Linked DNA regions of Mus musculus: region 2 is linked to region 1. Evidence: chromatin contacts called from public HiChIP or PLAC-seq data. All regions are on one chromosome and are shown on one strand. Each heading gives the region's core, a stretch centred on a gene start, on an enhancer-like site or on the middle of the called end of the contact. The rest is flanking DNA. Distances are from core to core; before and after follow the strand shown.

Region 1 (3,094 bases), core at 435-2,934:
GGCATCCACATTAGTTAGCCATAGATGCAAACCATAAGTATAGGCACAGACAAAGGCATACAAAGACATCTCATATCCTTATTCATGTAATTATGTATGTATGTATGTATATATATATATATATATATGTGTGTGTGTGTGTGTGTGTGTGTGTGTGTGTGTAACAGATATTGTAATATAGTTCATCTTGAATCTGTATTTTTGGATCACCCTCCTGTCTCAGCTTCTCAAGTCCTGGAATTATATTAATAAACCCATGTACCTAGCTCACAGCTCACCTTTTAACCTCTTGAAAGTAACACAGTATCCATGCTTTTACATATGCATTGGCAGCTTTTCTCAAAAAGAGAATAATGATTATTAAATCACCCCATGCTTTTGTTTTATAATTATAAAACATGTTCTTTGAAAAACTAGAAAACATGTAGAAACAAATTTCTGGGCTGGAGAGATGGCTCAGTAGATAAGAGGATGGGCTGCTCTCTCAGGAGACTTGGATTCAATTCACACTATCCACGTAATAAGTCACAAATATAGCTCCAGTTCAGGTGATCCAATGCCTTCTTCTGGACTCTTTGGGCAACACACATGCATATGATAGAGACATACTTGTTAACAAAACATCCATATACATAAAATTCATTTTTTTAATAAAAAAAATCTGGTTTTTCCTATAAAGCACCCTGAAAGTGTGTTGGTGTGGCTCTTTCTAGATTATTCTCTGTAAGAAATAATGTCATTAAATAAAGATGAGACATTATCCTTTTCATGTGCCCATGGGACCCTCTTCACTGCTGTAGACATTCATCTAGTCCCTTCTCCAAGGCAACTTAGCCCCTGTGAAAGTGTATATAATTTTCTTGTTAAAAGTGTACCCTAAGGGGCCAGTGAGATGGCTCAGCAGAGTAAACATTCCTTTTAATCCACTTTCTGAGACTCAATGATGAAATAAACTCTAACAAGTTGGTCTTTGGCCCCCACATGATTACTGTGACATACAAGTGGCCCCTACCATTTTTCACAAACACACACACACACCAAAAAAAAATAACAAAACATGATTACTGTGACAAACAAGTGGCCCCCAATTTTTTTCACACACACCAAAGAAAATAATAAAACTCTAGCTTTGAGTCTCCATGTCACTTAGGCCACGTGATATCTCTGTGATGAAGTCATGAAAGCAGAATATCTGGGTTATGAGGAGGAAGTCCCAATCTGTGGGCACAGGAGACAAAGTTATGAAGGACTGAAATCGTGTGTCATTTTCACAGAATTTCAAGAAACAGGGATTTTTTTTGTGCTTGTTCACTCAGTTATCCATTTATTTCCAAGTTAGGAAATTGAGACAGAACTCAATAGTTCTGATCCAGTCAACTCCTCTCTGGTACCCTACTAACATGCAAAGTGAAAAGTGGTTGGTCCTAAAACTTCATTTGCCCTAGACTTCCAGGATTTTAATATTAAAGGCTGAGCTTGGAATGTGAGGACATAGGCAGGTGGATGGCAGCATCAGGCCTTAGGACTATTGCTTGGATTTTGAAGGGATGTAATGTTGACTTGATAGTCCTACCTATGAGAGACACATTCAACTACAATCAAAATGGCCTTTTCCTTCTCAAGGCCCACATCTGGTTCTGTTTGTCATGCTTTGCTTACCATCAGCTTGGTTTCACTTCTGTTTATTTCTCTCTTTTTGTGACCTTGAGTTTTTGTTTAAGTCAACACAGAACTAACTTTAGCTTGGGGATTTCCAAAGTGGCCAACAGAAATCAGGTTGAGCAAACCTGGAAAAAGCAAATAGGTCCACCCCTACACACACACACACACACACACACACACACACACACACACACACACCTTGTCCTATCTCTCATTTTGTCCTCTACATTTGAGGCATTTCTGTCTTACCAGGCCTGAATCCGACATCCACAATGCACCCTACCCTAGAACAATTCTATGATTTCCAAGATATATGAGATCTGGGGATTTACTGATATCCTCATTGGGAAAACTTGAAGGTGATCCTCAAAGAAGGAATGTTAATACTTGAAGATCATTTAAAAAAGTTAGAGAACAGGTCTAGTCAGGGTCCTAAGTGATGATAGTAGTGACTAGGGTTAGTAAGAGGACCCATATATCAAAAACAATGTAGGTAACATCTCTTTCAACCTCCAAATCCATCCTCTGGGACTTATTCTTAATGAAAACATTGTACAAAAAGGCAACAGATTTACCAAGGAAAGTGAGTAGCTTAGTTGGGGTCAAGAGCTGATGAACTTTGGAGCAGTATATATTACTGGATGTCCACCAACATTTTCTACAGAAATAACAGTCCTCTGGACTATCCTGAACTCTCTGCAGCTGACCTTCCACACATTTAACAATTTATTTGTTTACCACAAGCCATACTACCTGTAGCTTAGACCCTATCAACATCTGATCTTGTAACTATTTAATTTCTACACCCTTGAAATGAGGTAAAGCTCTTCATGGTATTTTCATGGTAGATGGAAATAACTTCCATGCAAGTATGTCCATTGTCCAGAAGAGGGTAACACTCTACACTAAACACCTTGTGTGACCACAGGCATATATCTTATGTTCCTGGATGTTTGCCTGACTCATCAGATATAAGGGCCTGGTTTAGAAGTCAAAATACTTGGGAGTTAATTTTGTCTTACTTTTGGGGATTTTGCTGCAATGGGATGATGGTCCTGATGTTGGCCTTAGAAAATTTCTAAGTGTCCATTTTGGTCATTAGTGACCCTGTGATTTTACACACTAAAAAGACAAAAAAAGATGCTAGTGGCATCTCGTTTCATGCTGGGGCTTTTCAAATTTGTAAATCTGGCCAGAAATAGTCTTTTGTACTTGTTCATCTGGCCTTGAGCCCCCTGAGCCCTGCTATCAGCAGCCTTCTGGGTTGTGTGCTTTGTGACCCATCAGTTCTTGCCCTGGGCTAAAAATCACATACAAGAACTAAAACTGTTTTTTCCCCTTTTTAGTTTAAGTTCTATCAGCATCCAAGTCTCCTATACCAAATACTGCCTTGTGTCTACCCAAAATCATATTCTTCTCATTCCCTCAGGGT
Region 2 (3,094 bases), core at 328-2,827, 93 kb before region 1:
CTCACTGACTATAAAATCTGAAACTGATATTATATTTAATTATAACTTCTAAAGCATGTTATATTTAAATATCTTATATTTCCCAAACAGACAAATAAAATGGAAGTGAAGCAAATAAATTAACAAAAAGGTAGATATTATTTCAGGTCTGATGGTACAGCACTAGAATATTCTGTGACACAAAACTTAAATGAAAAAAACATAGTTTTTATTATATAATAGAAAGTTACAGTGTCAATAAGAAAAATACAGTACATGTACACAAACATTGAAGTGGGTCAAATGCTCCAATTGTAGGTAAATATTAACTATAATTAACAAAATAATTATCAAAGACAGAGGGAGGGAGGGACCTGGGTGAGATGGGGGGAGGGGAAAAGGGCAATTATCAGGTATAGGGGAGACAGGAGAGAAGTCCAAAAAAACCAGAAGAATGAATGAAAATATGGAGCCATGGAGGGTGGTTGCAGGAGAACCTATAGGAAGTCCTATAAACCTGGGATGTGAGAGGCTCACAGGAATTGATCCTACCTGACATGTCCAACAGTGGGGAGAAGATACCACTTCCATTAGTTATACAGGGCACCCACTGGAAGGATGGGGACAACAACTCACCTTCAACTTTTTTGATGCAGAATTGTTCCTATCTAAAAGAAATGTCGGGATACAAATGGAGCAGAGTTTGTAGTAAAGGCTATCCAGTGCCTTGCCCAACTTAGGATCCATCCCATAGGCAGGCATAAAATCCTGACACTATTATGAATGCCATGTTGTGCTTGCAGACTTGAGCCTAGCACTGCTGTCCTCTGAGAGGCTCTACTGGAAACTGACTGAAGCAGATACAGATAATTACAGCCAAATATTTGCCTGAGTTTGGGAACTCTGGAAGAGTTAAGGAAAGGAATGAAAGAAATGAAGGGAATGAAAATCCCATACATAGGAAGACTAACAGTGTCAACTAACATGGGCCCTGGGAACTTCCTAAGAGTAATCACAAACCAAAGATTATAGCAGAGGTGCTCTGATGCCCCAGGCACATATGTAGAAGAGTACTGCCTTGTCTAGTCTCAGTGTGAGAAGATGGGTCTTATCATGTAGAGACTTGATGCCACAGTGAAGGGGGTATTGGTGGCAATGTGGATCTCCTTCTCGGAGGTGAGGGGGAGGTAGGATGGGGTGAAGAACTCTGGAAAAGCAAACCAGGAGGGGACAACTTTGGAATGTAATTAAATAATATTAATTTTTAAAAAGGTTTTTCAACTTGAAAAAAATCACAGAATCCTATAAAGATGAAAATTACAGTTATTTTTGATTCAGAGAAAAATTACTTGGGATCACAAATACATAAAGTCAATAAATCAAAGAAAATTAATGAGTAGAATTTTAACATATAACAAAAATAAGTTAGCATTTTTAAGAGAAACTAAAGATCCTATAATAGGGGAAGTGAAAATATGCAAAAGATATTTCATGCATATTATGAAGAACGTATTCATGATCCAGCAGGGGACACTGTGTACTTCTCAGAAATTGGCAAGTTATGAAGTTGACTCCTGACTCACATGTAATATCCTGCATCAAGCTCAGTGGTCAGAATTAGAGAATACAAAACTGCAAGTGTTTCCTCAAAGTTGTGCAACCTCCCTGAGAGTAGGGTTGTCTCTTTGCCTGGAAAGATCTAATGTAGTAATAGTGGTGATAGTAAAATGCTAATGATATACCAAATCACCATGTGCCAAATAACCTAAGAACTCCCTAGTGCTGCAGCATCTGTGAGTCCTGGAAATCTCTGGAAACATTACAGCATGGGCTGGATGCTGATTGATTTTCCCAGATTTCCTCTATCTCGGTCAGGTTTTATGGCAAATAAAGATGCATGCCTTTGGAATGACCTGTTTCATTCTTTGACTCGTTCTTAACAGCTATTTCTCTTCAGAATCTCCTCCCCAAGCAAGAAATAAACATTTACTTGAAACTTGGAATGATCACTGTTCTTTGATAGTGTGATCCACTATCAGGTTCTGTAGCCATTGTATTGTTGACACTCCAGAGAAAAGAAGGTGAAGGGAACTACTTGTTTTCATTTGTGTTCTAGTTAAAGTAATACAAGGAAAGATTTTGTCAACTATTTTGGTAGAGGTTTTTAAAAGTACAGATTTCAAACATGTTAATTTTCCCTTAGATATGTTTGTTTGTAATACTAGAGTTAAAAGGTCTCAAGAAAGAATCATTATCAGTTATATTCTTTATACAACTAGATCAAAATGAAGTAACTACTCATTCTTAATTTGTTATTTTACAAGTCTTCATTTAATGGCAATGCAAATCCATTGTATAGTTTTAAAAGGCTATGAAATAATTTCTTCTTTGATATTAGGTAAGAAATTTCCCCCTAAATAAGATATGCTGAAATGATAAGTCTGAGTACCACAGGATATAATCTCTTTTATGAATTGTAAATACCACTAGAGTTTCCAGGAGTCAGATGAGGTTATGCTGAACCACTGAGTTCCCCATGCCTTTACTAGATGCCTATGAGAACACATGGATGTAACAATAGACTACCATGTGAAGAACAGTCTGGATACTGACTTTGAAACTGCTGACCAACGATCGCCTAAGATTGTCCACAAATAATTGAGTCACAGAAGAGAAGGAAAAGGTGCAGTGTGGCGCTTAATTCAGCATGTACATTTTGCAAATCTGTCCAGCAGAAATCATTGTGAGATAACACAGTTCACTCTTATTGACTCATACAGGTTTTTTTATTGCTTTATTATTTTTATGATGTTGCTGTGATCCCATGAAACAAACAAACCAAGTAATCATTTGTAAAGTATTTCTGAATTGTCACACATTTCTTTCATCTTGACACAATATCTTATCCCCAAGGACATTGAGACATTAAGTCATATTTCTAGTTTTAGGATTGCAATGAATCTCTAAACTTAAACAATTTCTGGTCTTAAATCAAAATTAAAGTATATTTCTCCTCTTCCAGTCTTTTAATACTGTAAGAAATAACACAAAAGTGAGCTTCTAGAAATAACACAAAAGTGAGCTTCTACCCATGAGTTTATGAGCATGCAAGTAT

The links. HiChIP or PLAC-seq counts read pairs in DNA pulled down with a chosen protein or histone mark.
Region 2: an H3K27ac HiChIP or PLAC-seq map of large pre-B cells shows a contact between it and region 1, with 4 times the contacts expected there. The contact joins two enhancer-like sites. A contact is called at or near these places in 2 of 15 datasets of contacts at CTCF or cohesin (large pre-B cells and pro-B cells), 4 of 484 Hi-C or Micro-C datasets (CD4 T cells, the CH12 cell line, myeloid progenitors and 1 more) and 3 of 115 datasets of contacts at active chromatin or transcription factors (bone marrow-derived dendritic cells, large pre-B cells and stem cell-derived neural progenitor cells).

Annotation. Positions count from the first base shown.
Region 1 is chr16:19,151,336-19,154,429 of GRCm38.p6, reverse strand. It overlaps Igl. Among named protein-coding and RNA genes, the nearest start is that of Gm35545, 66 kb to the left of the region's middle. Within about 2 kb of position 1,684, at least 25 of the 459 cell types and tissues checked have an H3K27ac peak or open chromatin away from gene starts, as enhancers often do.
Region 2 is chr16:19,244,489-19,247,582 of GRCm38.p6, reverse strand. It overlaps Gm35545 (a long non-coding RNA gene), which reads right to left. Exons shown (of 6, transcript XR_875946.3): 6 at 2,405-3,094. It also overlaps Igl. Among named protein-coding and RNA genes, the nearest start is that of Gm35545, 28 kb to the right of the region's middle. Within about 2 kb of position 1,577, at least 10 of the 459 cell types and tissues checked have an H3K27ac peak or open chromatin away from gene starts, as enhancers often do.